Linked DNA regions of Rattus norvegicus: region 1 is linked to region 2. The links are chromatin contacts, called in public Hi-C maps. All regions are on one chromosome and are shown on one strand. Each heading gives the region's core, a stretch centred on a gene start, on an enhancer-like site or on the middle of the called end of the contact. The rest is flanking DNA. Distances are from core to core; before and after follow the strand shown.

What was found. A called contact is a pair of places that touch in the nucleus more often than the background predicts.
Region 1: a Hi-C map of liver shows a contact between it and region 2, with 2.7 times the contacts expected there. The contact joins the promoter of Nfat5 here to the promoter of Cyb5b in region 2. A contact is called at or near these places in 3 of 12 Hi-C or Micro-C datasets (frontal cortex, liver and mammary epithelial cells) and 1 of 1 datasets of contacts at active chromatin or transcription factors (oligodendrocytes).

Annotation. Positions count from the first base shown.
Region 1 is chr19:52,104,792-52,111,005 of GRCr8, reverse strand. Nfat5 (nuclear factor of activated T-cells 5) reads right to left here and starts at 1,523. Exons shown (of 15, transcript NM_001107425.1): 1 at 645-1,523. The coding sequence starts at 717.
Region 2 is chr19:51,970,706-51,977,570 of GRCr8, reverse strand. Cyb5b (cytochrome b5 type B) reads right to left here and starts at 4,960. Exons shown (of 5, transcript NM_030586.2): 1 at 4,793-4,960. The coding sequence starts at 4,954.

The sequences.
Region 1 (6,214 bases), core at 274-2,773, 140 kb before region 2:
GAATGTCACGGAGGTGGAAAGAGAGAAAGAAGATCGGGGCCTTTTCCAGGCAAGAAGATGACGAGGAAAGGAAGAACGCCTGGCCGAGGGGGGCCGTCCCGACATGGGGAGGGAGTGGACTAGGCCGGGGAGGGGGGGGGTAAGGACGACCGCGCACAAACAAGACCAGAGGGAGAAAAAAATGGTGACCCTGAGCTCGGAAGCCCCTTGGGGCCACGCAGCCCGGCGTGGGGCAACTTTGCCAAGGAGAAGAGTCGGGGGTACATGAGCCGCGGCGCCCCGACCCCCCCCCCGGGCGGCTCCAGCAGCGGGACCAGTGGGGTGATTCCCTTGCCGGGGGAGGACTGGACCAGCAGTCCGCCGAGGGTGGTGGAGTCCGGATCCGCCGACCGGCAGGTTGCGAACCTCTGGGGCCGCAGAGGACTCGGGGCAGCGAGGAACCTGAGCCCCCTGCCACTCTGCGCTGCGCTGGGGAGGGGGCGCCGCTCCGCAGCTCCGAGATCACTCCTGGCCCTCGCGGCCGGCCCAGGACTCTCGTGAGGGGCAACCTCGCCAGAACCCGGCCCCGACGGGGACCCCCCGGGACTCGACGCGCTCGCGCTCCCCGCCCCCACGCCCCACCCCCCACCCCCCATCTGACTCACCTCGCGAGTACAGGGACTTGGGCGATTCCAGGTCTAGGTCCGCGCTGAGCAATGAGATGAAGTCCGAGGGCATCGCAGCTCGACCCAGCCCGGCCCGAGGGCAGCGGGAGGGGGGGAGCGGCGGTGGCGGCGGCACCTCCTCTCCGGGATCCGCGGGCACCGAACCGGGGGCGGTGAGACGAGGGCGGCAGCCGCTGCCTCCTCCTCCTCCTCGAGGGCAGTCACTTCCCACCCGGCCGAGCGACGAGAAGGGCTTCGGAGTGGAGAACAGCTCTGTGGAGTGGAAAACTGACTCTCGGTGAGTCCAGAGAGAAGAAGGTTCGGACGGGGAAGGGGAGAGGGAGAGCCAACGGGTCCGTTTCGGGCTTCTCCTCAGCGAACACTGACGGCCGCCGCCACCGCCGCCGCCGCTGACAGGAATCTGAGCCCCGCCCCCTCGTGAGGCACTGCGCACGCGCGGAGGGGGGAGGTCCGGGAGCCCGGAAGAGCCTGGTGGCCGACGGAGGGCGGACAGGCGCGCCACAGAACAGCATCAACAAGGGCTTCGCTTCCTGCCGTCGCTGCCGCGGCTGCTGCTGATCCCGGGCTGGGAAAGGGCCCCGCCAGGAGGGAGGGAGGAGGGAGGCGGCCTGGCTTCTGGGGCCCTGAGAAGGGAAAAGATTTTTGCCACGACCTGGTGGCGGCGAGCCTGAGGCGGCCGGCCCTACACCGTGCTGTACTTAGGAGGACACAGACCCTCGGGACCTAGATGTCTGCAAGGAGCCGCAAAGACCTCCAGAGACTTGCAGCCATCGAAGCCCGCACGCTTGAGCTCGCACAGGGGAATAGAGTTCCATGGCTTGGACAGCAACCCAGCCCTTCGGGGATTTTCATAGCAGTTTCTGCAGTGAGCTGGCCAAGGACTGTCAGACTCACTTTTTAATTAACAAAGGGCAAACCATGCTCTAATACCCCCCACCCCACCCCCACCAGGAGTTATTGAGTTTTGTTTGTGAATTTTTTTGTTGTTCTTGTTCGTGTTTTTTGTTTATTTTTGTTGGCCCTCTCTGGCTTGGAGCTCACTACATAGATCAGGCTGGCCTCAGACTCAGAGATGTGCTTGCCAGGTTACCCACACCACATTCATGGCAACTGTATTTATTTATTTAGACACGAGATTTTGTGATGTAGGTCTAGCTGGCCTGCAATTCACCAGGTAGATTTAGATTGGCCTCAAATTTAGGGCAATTCTCCTGACTCAGCCTTCCAAATGCTGGGATTACAGGAGCGTACCACCATGCCTGGCTTTAATTTTTTTATTTTATGTGTAATGATACCCGAATTTTATGTGATAATGAATACCCGAATTTACTCCGGAGTGGAAAATAAAAGACGATTTGAAAATTGGATCATGTGCTGTGTGTGTGTGTGTGTGTGTATGTGTGAGTGAGTGAGAGAGAGAGAGAAGCAAACATATTCTTCCAAACAGGTTTTCATTTTGCACTGTACTAAGGGAGAATGGAGGAAAAACATGTAAATGAGTTTTTTTGGCTGCTCTGTTCATGGGGGCTAAAAGTTTCCGTTGCAAAAACAAATCCTCACCTACACCACAGACTGTTTCCTGACTCTAATAGACTTCTGGGAAATTTTTAATCGAGTTATTAAAATATCAATTGGAGCACAGGGTGTGCATCTTGGAAAATAATTTTTAATTTTAAGTGGGATTTTTTGATGCCAGCAGCCACATGGGCAGTGTTTTTGAGGTATTCGAGATGCCTTGATTTATAGTAATGGGTCTACAAAGCTAGTCACAAATCCTAAAACCCTGCGGATTTATAAATCTTTCACAAGGTTTTGACTCTGTGAATTTGGGCACTTCACCTGGACTCAGAATGCTGGTATTGGGGAAGAGTCTCTGAGCAAGAGAGGCCCAGCGCAGGCATCCCTGGGGTGGGCCCCTGACAGAGCTTAACCTGCAGACCTAGAATTTACATCTGTGTCATCAGCAGCCACCGATCCTTTCATCTGAACATCTGATACAGGTTGCCCAATCATCTTCAGTGAATTCTTAGTGGTAATTAACAACGAACCCTGTGAGCATTTTCATCTGTCCAAGGGAAGAAAGGTTTTTAGAGCCACCCCAAGACATAGCAGAGCAAAACAGGAAACTACCCTCAAATTTCTATGGCCACTGTACTCTGTTGTAACAAGTCCCAAGGAAAATCCCTTCATAACTGCTACCCTCCTCATTTGATAAGAGAAGATTCAAGCCTCCTATTGCCCAACTACACTAAGGACAATTGAAATCCTATAGCTTTGAGTTGGAGTACAACATTGGTTGGTGACCTAGCCCTTCCATTAGTCACTACATAATACATGAAGAGGAAATTACAGTGTACCAGGCTGAGCCTTGGTACTGAGGAAGCGGGGCGAGTGGCTGAGCATATTCCTTTCGCCAAACCTATGAAATTGAAACACACTTAGGGTCTAGGAAATCCCCTTTCTGACCCTACTTAACAAGTCAAGAAGGGACAAGGCCTCTTCCCCTTTCTTTCAGCTCTTCTCTGACCTTTACTGAATTTTTCCATTATGCTTTCTTGTTGATCAAATTTCCTCTGCTTAGAGAATAGCAAAAAGAAGAGGGATCCTCCAAAGTGTGACTAAGTGTGACTTGGCTTTGACAGTTAATTCTCTAGACTGACATTCTATAGGCCCAGGGCCTACCACTCCAGCCGGCCCTGCATTAAATTCCCCCTCCCTCCCCCTCCTCCTCTGCTTTGCTTCCCCCTCCCTCTCTGTGTAAAATTTTGACTCAGAGTCTCTCTGTTGCCTAGGTTGGCCTACCATTCAGTAGATCAGGTTATCCTCAAACATCCAGTGATCCTCCTGTCTCAGCCTCTAAGTGCTGAGATTATACACATGAGCCACCATGCACAGCAAACATTTGCTATAAGGAAATGAATGAAAATCCACTGCCCCTCCTTCCACAGAAACATCCTTCAAAGAACTGTTTCAATTGAATCTTTAGATTGTATGTACTACTGTATGCTCATAAACCTAGTGTGGGCAGATGTACCCCGGTGCACATTTTGAGTCAGAGGAAAACTTTGCGAGATGAGTTCTCTCCTTCTACCTTTACATTGAGTTTCAAGGATCATTGAGCATCTCACCAGCCCTGAAAAACTATTTAGAAGGAGAATTTTTTTTCTTGTGTCCATGCTTTGCAGCAACATAGAAACCTAGATTTACACCAAACATGCTGGCCCATATCTACAGCATAAACACCTAAAGCAAGAGAATCGACGTGAGCTGGAGGTTACGTTTGGACTACAGTTTGAGACCTTGTCTCAAAGAACAACAAAAAGCAAGCAAACAAACAAAGAAACTAGATTTTCATTTTATTCTTTTCAAACTCCGTGACTTAATGAGCCAAGATTGGTGACTCACGCCTGTAATGAATGGTGAGCAAGAACATGCAAGTTTTCAAAGATGGCTCGGGCTATGCAGTGAGTTCGAGGCCAGCCTGAGCTATGTAAAGAGATTCTGTCTCAAAAGCAAAACAACAAAAGGCTCCTGTGGCTCAGTAAAGTGTTTGCCCCGCATGGATGAAGCCCTGGTTTCAGTTGCCAGCTCTGCAAACACTTAAGTGATGATAGGTTAGTGTCACAACCTCAGTAGAGGCAAAAGAGCAGAGGTTCGAGATCACCCTTGGTTATGTGCCCGGTGTGACCCTAACCTAGAATTCAGGAGCTCCAGTCACAAGTGAGTAAGTAGATATGACCTGAATGCAGGGGAAGGGTCTGTAACCCCAACACTCAGGAGGTGAAAGCAGGAGAATCAAGTACATGGGACCCTGTATCAAGAAGAAGAAGGGGGGTGGGATGAGGAGGAGGAAGAAGAGGAGGAGAAGACAAAACCCAGTTAGATATGGAGGCATATGCTGTCACCCCAGTGCTTGGGAGTTCAAGACCACACTGAGCTACATGAAACCGTGCTTCACTACAAATCAAAAGCAGCTTGATGAAATGGTTTATACATTTGACCCCCTATACTTGAGAGATAAGGCAAGCAGATCTCTGTGAGTTCTAAGCCAGCCAAGACTATGTATTGAGACCTTCTCTCCCCTCCCCCCCCCAAAAAAAACCTTTTTTTGATCATTATATACTTTGTAAGTTAAATGTGGTTTCTCGGGGTTGGGGATTTAGCTCAGTGGTAGAGCGCTTGCCTAGCATGCGCAAGGCCCTGAGTTCGGTCCCCAGCTCCGAAAAAAAGAAAAAACAAACAAATAAATGTGGTTTCTCATTCTCATGGTACTCTCCTGTGTGTTCATGAATGTCTCAATTCTGTTCCCTTTCTCTGTAATTCTTGTAATGATACATTTTAGACACAGCCCACTGCCAGTACTTCTTCATAAAATAGGGAAGACAAGGAAGAACGACAAAAATTAAATCATTTAAACATCCTAAATTTGGAGATTGCTTCTTGTAAAATAAAAAGATCACAATAGGTTCATGGGACAGATATACAGATGTAGCAGTGTGCATGGTTGTTTTATATTACTTCCCAATCAAATACTGTATTCCCTAGTCATTTGATAATCTCACCAGAGCCCAGATTCAACTCCAAATTGTACAGATTACATAACAGAGTGGCAGTTTTTATATCAGCGTTCTTTAACCCCTCCTGGACCTGCTTAGGCACTGTTATGAACAGTGGTAGCCGGATCTACTGTAAATGAAAGAGTCTCAAATATCAACCGCTGAAAAGAAATTAAATGAACTCATACAGAAGAATGTGTTGTCACAAGACCTACAGAACCATTGCCCTTGTAATACAATTAAGGCTGTTAAAATGATTTTAGTCACACATATATTGTAAGGAATCTGGCTAAACAAACACAAAACCTGAAAGGAAATTTTCCAGAGTGATTTAAGTAATCGGCCGAAGAAAGTTTGGACCGCAGATTCTTTTGGCCCCGCCCTGGGAAGTCCTTTATAATAAAAGAGAGTCCATAGCGGTGGGAAATGGCGATGACCTCATTGTGCTGAAATTCTAATTAAATTTATATTTGGTTATGTTTATGTATCAGTATCACACTGAAAACATGTTCTAGCAAATATTCCTGAAGGCGAAACTAGACTGTACTATTTACATCAGGTCTAGAATATTCCCCTATCTTCCAAAGTGCCTTTGTCTTATTATAACCAGACGTTTAATTCTATAAAATACCTGTTTCTTGTTATGAGTTTGTCCAAGTCAGTTTAGACCTGATGCCTTGTTTAGAGGCAGTTAAGTCTCTCAAGATTGTGCTGGGATGTCCAGCCTTTTGACAGTGAATCACAAGGTCGTCACCTACAACCTTGAGGTTTAGGGGTAGGGAATAGAGGTCTCGGTGAATGAAACGGTTGCTAAAGTAAGCATGAGGACTTGAGCTCAGATCCTCAACAGCCCGGTTGAAGACTGAACACCATGCGTGTGAGTGACCGAAGTGCTGAGTGGCAGACACAGAAAGATCTGCAGAACACACCGGCCAACAGTCTGGCTAAGAAGGTGAGCTCTCACATCACTGAGAGACCCTATCTCAAAAATAC
Region 2 (6,865 bases), core at 3,711-6,210:
TCCCCAGCTCCGAAAAAAAAAAAAAAGAGGCACTAACACCTAGCCTCCACAGGCCCCTAGCATGAGTTATCTACAAAGCCACACATTTCCAGGCCTCTGCATAGTTCTCTGGCCAAAGGAAGTCATCTTCTCATGAAGGCTTTTCCAGAGCAGTTTGTTTCCGTAGTACTGGAAGTTAAATTTAAGGTCTTATGCACACTGTTAAGTGCTTCATCGATGGACTGTATGTTTTTTTGGTTTGTTTTCTTTGGTCTTCCCTAGAATAGAAAGAGGGCAGAATACAGTCTGCAGTGAGTCCCTGCTCAGCTTAAACCACTTTTCTGAGAAAACCACTCACACACAAGCCACACACACATATACAAGCCACTCACACATACACAAGCCACTTACGCGCGCACACACACACACATACACACACACACACAAACCCACACACACAAATCCACGCACGCACACGCACACACACACACACACACACACGCACACATGCACACACACAAACCCACCAAGTGATGATACATACTGTTTTCATTTCTAAGTTTTAATACATAAACCAAGGGCCTTTTTTAATGCAAAAGTAATCAGGTAGGAGAAAAACATTACCAGTTCTAAGTCATCACAAACTCTAGTCATATCCTCATCCAACCACAGTCATTAACAACAAAAATGGCAAACCTATAGATTCAAGATAGTCAATCAAGAAGCCCTTGCTAATCCCCAAATGATTTCAGACTGGAAAATGACGCAGGTCTTTCCGTCTTATCTAGCAGCAACCTGCCTGCTGTGTCCTGGGAGTCCAGAACGCTGGCTCATCCTCAGCAGCCTGTCTTTCACGTCTAGAATCCAGTGCATCACATACCATCAGAGCACACATCGGCAGCAGTTCTTTTTAAAGCACTTTTTTTTTTTTTTTTTTTTTTTTTGGAGCTGGGAACTGAACCCAGGGCCTTGCGCTTCCTAGGTAAGCGCTCTACCACTGAGCCAAATCCCCAGCCCGGCAGCAGTTCTTACTGCGCGCGTCGATTCCATTCTGGTCCACGCCACTCTTCCTTGCCTTCGCTACAACTTCCTTAACTGCGCTCTTCAATTCCACCTTAGTCCTCTAGTGCTGCTTTCTCAATAGTGCTGCCAGAACCACCCAATTAATCATTAAATCATAGTACCCCATGCTTTGTCTCCAAAGATTTTCCCTCTGAGCACAAAAACTCAACCTAAAGCAAGTTCATCCTAGGACAAGATCATCCCTCTGATCACTCTGTCTCATGATCCAACCACTGAAGCCTCCCTGACTGTCTCCAAACATAACATACTCCTGCCTCAAGTCCTCTGGTGCCTTTCCCAGGAATGCTCTGTGTGGACATCCACACGGATAGCTCCCTCACTTTCCTCCTGGCCTTTAGGCATCTTCATGACTCTACCTCTGGCCTTCATACCAAAAAATGCCAACCCTCCTCTTCATGATCTCCCCCCACACACAGATTCCACCTATCTACTATCTCATCACAGAGCACAAGTCACTCATTTACTGTTTACTGTCTGCTTCCTACTCTAGATGGCACAGGTGTTTACTCGACTGTATCTTTATACCTCAAACAGTATCTGGCACCGAGCAAGGACCCGATAGTCGATTAAGCAGGTGACTGAATAAGCTTGGACAGGGTTAGAGAGCAGGGAGCAAGTTAACATGGGACAGCTAAGTGCAAGCTCAGCGAGGTGACGGTTCAAGCGTGTCCCCTCAGCACTGAGGAAGGTGACACAGGAGGACTGCCACAAATTCAAGGCCAGTCTGGGCACCGAAAATACGGGTAAGGCGCTGTCTAAATAATAATAATGACAACGATAAAAGAAATAGCTAACTACAGATAAAGATCTGTATCTTTACGATCTCAAGGAAAGCCTTGCGGACAAGATACAAGGTGAAATAGCTGGCAGTATTTCCTTATCTGAGCCCTTCCAAACTCACTCTCTATGCTCAACCAATCAAGAAATTCTGGGACGTGGACTGTCTATATAGCATATACCATGCTTTAACAGAAAATGTATTGAAAGGCAAATACCAGAAGACAGAGTTAAGACTAGTATTGTGAAGTAATACTGTATGGACAAAAGAAACCAAGGGATCTGCCCAGACAGGCTCCTTCACTCATCAGACAATTATATACTATCAGAATTTCACAGCAACTGATTCTGGTGTCCATATTAACACAACAGTTACTTCTATCCATGTTGCTCTCAACCAGTTGTTTTAAAAATGAAGCTGGGTCAAGGGGTTGGGAATTTAGCTCGGTGGTAGAGCACTTGCCTAGGAAGCGCAAGGCCCTGGGTTTGGTCCCCAGCTCCGAAAAAAAAAGAACCAAAAAAAAAAAAAAAAAAATGAGGCTGGGTCAACTTTAATCTCAGCACTCAAGAGGCAGAGGCAGGCAGATCTCTGTGAGTTCAAGGCCAATCTAGGCTACATTGTGAGTTCCAGGACAGCCCAGGGCTACGTAGAAAGATACAGTTTCAAAAAAAAAAAAGTTAGCCCAGGAGTAGTATTTATTACACAGCTGTAATTCTAGTACTTGGGAGGGAGAGGAAAGAGAATCAGGAGTTCTAGGTTATATCATATATTTGAGCCTATCTCAAAATAACACTCAATAAAGCAGACAGCTGGGCTGGAGTATGGGGGTTTGGTTCAATGTACAGTGCTTGCCCTGTACTAATCTAAGGCCCTGGGTTCAAGCCAAAGAACCTTTTTTTTTTTTTAAAGGAGGAAAAACAAACCTGCGAGTCAGATGTGGTGGCATAAAGTTGAAATCCCAGCTCTAACGAGGCTAAACTAGGAGACCTACAGAAAATTTAATGTCTAGCCTGGGCTATGGAGTAAAATCATGTCTCAAGCATCGATGCTCAGGGATAGAGTACTTCAGCTGCCTGGCATGTGCAAGGATCCTGATCATTCCCTGACCTTGGGTAGGGAGGGAGTCATCCACTACACAAATCAAAATCACCAACTCTTGACTTTTTCTCATTGCCTACTAGAAAAAAATTATTAGCATAGTATCCTCTTTGTAAAACTTCACACTGAGACTCTGGAGGGAAGATATGACTCTGAAAAACTAGCTCAGAAGTAGTGTTTGCCTGGCATGTGCAAAGCCTTCATATACAACATCCTATACCACACGCACACAAAGAAATTAATTTTTCTCAGAACAAAGCTGTGTTATAAGATGTCAGCCATGGGGTTGGGGATTTGGCTCAGTGGTAGAGCTCTTGCCTAGCAAGCGCAAGGCCCTGGGTTCGATCCCCAGCTCCGAAAAAAATAGAAAAAAAAAAAAAAGATGTCAGCCATAAGGGTAGTATTCTATAACAAAATAAAATGATCATACAAATCCAACCTTCAAACTAATCTTCAGTGACTGTTCCACACTGGTTCCCTGGGTTAAGAATGACAGCGAGGCTGGAGAGATGGCTCAGCAGTTAAAAGCACTGACTGGTCTTGGAGAGGTCCTGAGTTCAATTCCCAGCAACCACATGGTGGCTCACAACCGTCTACAGTGGGATCTAATGCCCACTTCTGGTCTGTCTGAAAACAGCTACAGTGTACTTATATATAATAAATAAATCTTTCAAAAAAGAATGACAGACAGCCAAGGAACAAGAGGGAGCGAAAATGTTCAATTTCTTTACTGAGGTGACCACATGGCCAAATACACAAATGGCCTCCTGTCAAACCCCAGGACAGACAGTGACAGTGTTTGCCTAATAAGCACAAGGGACTGGATCCCTAGAAAGGCACGCTTGGGAAGATTAGAAGTTCAAGTTCTACAAAGACTATGTAATCGAGATGAAGATCAGACCCTGTCACAAGAAGGGGCGAAAATTATCTGTTGCCCAACAGTCTCCAAGAGATCCTGGGTAATGAGATTTGATTTGAAGAGCTAACAAAAGGGTTGAAAGCCAGGTGCTGGTGGCCCACGCCTGGTCTACATAAAAGTTCCAGGACAGAAGATACATTCAGAAGGCAGAGGCAGAAGGATCTCTGAGTTCCAGGCCAGCCTGGTCTACATAAAAAAGTCCCAGGACAGAAGATAGGGCTACATAACTAGGCTGTCTTTATTTCTTTCTCTCTCTTTCTCTCTCTCTCTCTCTCTCTCTCTCTCTCTCTCTCTCTCTCTCTCTCTCTCCCTCCCTCCCTCCCTCCCTCCCTCCCTCCCTCCTGCTCCTGCCTAACCAGGAACAGGGTGGGAGGGTGGGAGGAATCTCACCTCATTGGTTAAGAGCACATACTGTTCTCTCAGAAGATTCAAGCTCAGTACCCAACACCCACATCAGGAGGCTCACAACCTCCTCTTACTCCAGTTCCTAGCATTCTGACCTCTGGCTTCTCTAAATGCATATGCCCCGGCACACATACATAATTTAATTGTTTTTAATTAAAAAAAAAAAAAAGTCCTGCCTTCTCAAGAAAATAAAAGCCCCAAAAGCATTGCTTTCTAAGGCATACTTCCTGGAAAGTAAGGAGCAGTTCTGAACTGGGTTCGAGTGGATAGGTCGTTAAGTGCGTGTGCCCTTGAGAGTTCTCAGCCTCTGCGAGCCTCAGTTTCTCTTTATGGAAAACGGGTTGATGGTGTAGCGTGTGGTCTAGCATACTTCAAGTGCTCCGTGCATTAAGAAATGCACGTTGTCACCCGAGGCAGAGACTGCAGTCCCTCAGAGGATCACGGCCCCTTCCGGGCGCCGGACGGCTACGCGTGGCCTCCTCCCCTCACCCGGGCAGCGCGCGGGGGCCTCCCGTCACCCAGGCCCGCACCTCGCTGAGGAAGCGGGTGATATCGTAGACTCGCCCGTGGATCACCATCCACGTCTCCTCCGCGGTATTTCGCTTCGCCACCTCCTCCAGCCGGTAGTAGGTGACGGCGGGGTCGGAGCCCTGGCCATTCCTGCCGCTGCCGCTGGCCTCTGGGGTCGCCATTGGATCCGAGTCCCTCTCGGCCGCTATCTGGGATTCTGCGGCTAACTTCCTTCACGCCGGGCCCGCGCTTGGTCCTTGTCGGCTTCCGTAACCGGGTAAAACCTGGTCTGACGTCCAACTGACCAATCAGAGTCGTCCAGCCCCTTCAATCTTGCCAATCAGGTACAGTGATTTTGGACCGGCACCTAAACGTGGCTGGGTGACAGGTGTCACCTCAGGAGAGCATTCTCTTTGCTCGGCCCATGAGAAGGCAGGGGCCTAAAAGAACAGAGCCGGTCTCCAGAGTGTCTTTTCACCTCCTGCCACCCAGGTTCCCCAAGTCACCGGAAGCGCTTTTTCCCCCTTTATCTTCCCAACCAGAATTGCAACCCCCGTGTTACAAGCTTTACTGTCTCCTCCCCCTCCCCCTCCCCGATTTGGGTGACTGGTTCCCTTTAGGCTCCAAAAGACTCACCAATTAAAATAGGCGTGGTGACCTCTACCTTCCTTGCCCAGAGGCTTGGCAGCCTGGATGAGAGTGTGTTAAGAGAGGACTACGCTCAGCAATTGCTGAGTGCTGGACTCCAGGGCTCCTAGGCACAAGGCCGTAGACAACAGTTGGGGTGAGGGTAGATGTCCCAAGTTTCCTCCACTACAGACAATATATTCTCTAGTCGAATTCTTCAGTGATCAGGGCCTATCTACACCGTTTTAGTTTCTAAATGGCCTAAAATAGGATTTACTTCAGATGACCCTTGCTAAAAGTCTAGGGCATTTGGAATTCTAAGTTAATGGGCAAGGTTGTGAGCCTTTATCTTTAATTGCCATAAAAACTAGTAGGCTGATCATCCTAAAATCATGGCGTTACTTCACAGCCTAGCACTCATGACTCTGTAAACTATTTGCAACCTCTTTCACTAATTGTATGTATGTATGTATGTATGTATGTATGTATGTATTTAGAAACATGTGTCAGTATGTAAGTCTGGCAAGCCTGGAACTCACAGAGATCCATATGCCTCTGCCTCCCAAGCACTGGGTTAAAAGTGCACCACCATGTCCACTTTCTGTATCCTACATCCCTAATTACACAAATTATATACTGTAGTTTGCGCTGATGGTTGTCATAAAATACTGACGAAAACTAGCTTGAGGAGTACAGGATTTATTTGGCTTGCTGGTTCTAAGCTGTCGTCTCCACAGAAGCCAAGGCCAGAACTCAAGAAAGGAACTGAAACAGAGACTACAGGGGAGCTGCTGATTGGCTCACTTTTCAGGCTCCTGTTGAGCTACCTTTCCAATACAGCCCACATGCCTACAGATGGTGCAGCCCATGGTGGCCTGGGTCCTCCTACATCAATTAGCAATCGAGAAAATGAGCTACAGACATGCCCACAGGCCAATCTGAGGGAGGCAATTCTTTTGAGGTTCTGTTACTATGAAGGGAAACCCTTACAGTTCTTAGGATTTCCCACAACCCCTAAATTCAACCATGTATATTAATTTCCAGAATTTCTCCTTTCTGAAAACTTACTGCATCACAAGTTTCATAACAGAGTCTGAGGGAGAACAGCAATACAAGAAGCAGGCTCTTTGTCATGTTTTTTACTTTCATTGTTTTGTGAGGATGTGAGATTTAGAAATCTGTGTGCGCACTCATACATGCAGAAGGAAGCTAGAGGAGTGTGTCAGGTGTCTTCCTCTGTCATTCCTCCTCTGGTTACCTGAGAGAAAGTCTCTCACTGAACTTGGAGTTTGCTGTTTTCAGCTATGCCGGATGGCCAGCAAGCTCCCAGGATCTGCCTTTCTCTATCACCACCCCAGAACTAGAATTACAGATGTATGAAGGCCTGCCTGGCTTGTAACGTGAGTGCTGGGGACTTGAACTTTTAAGTCCTCATTTTTGCTCAGCAAGTGCTATTACCTTCTGAG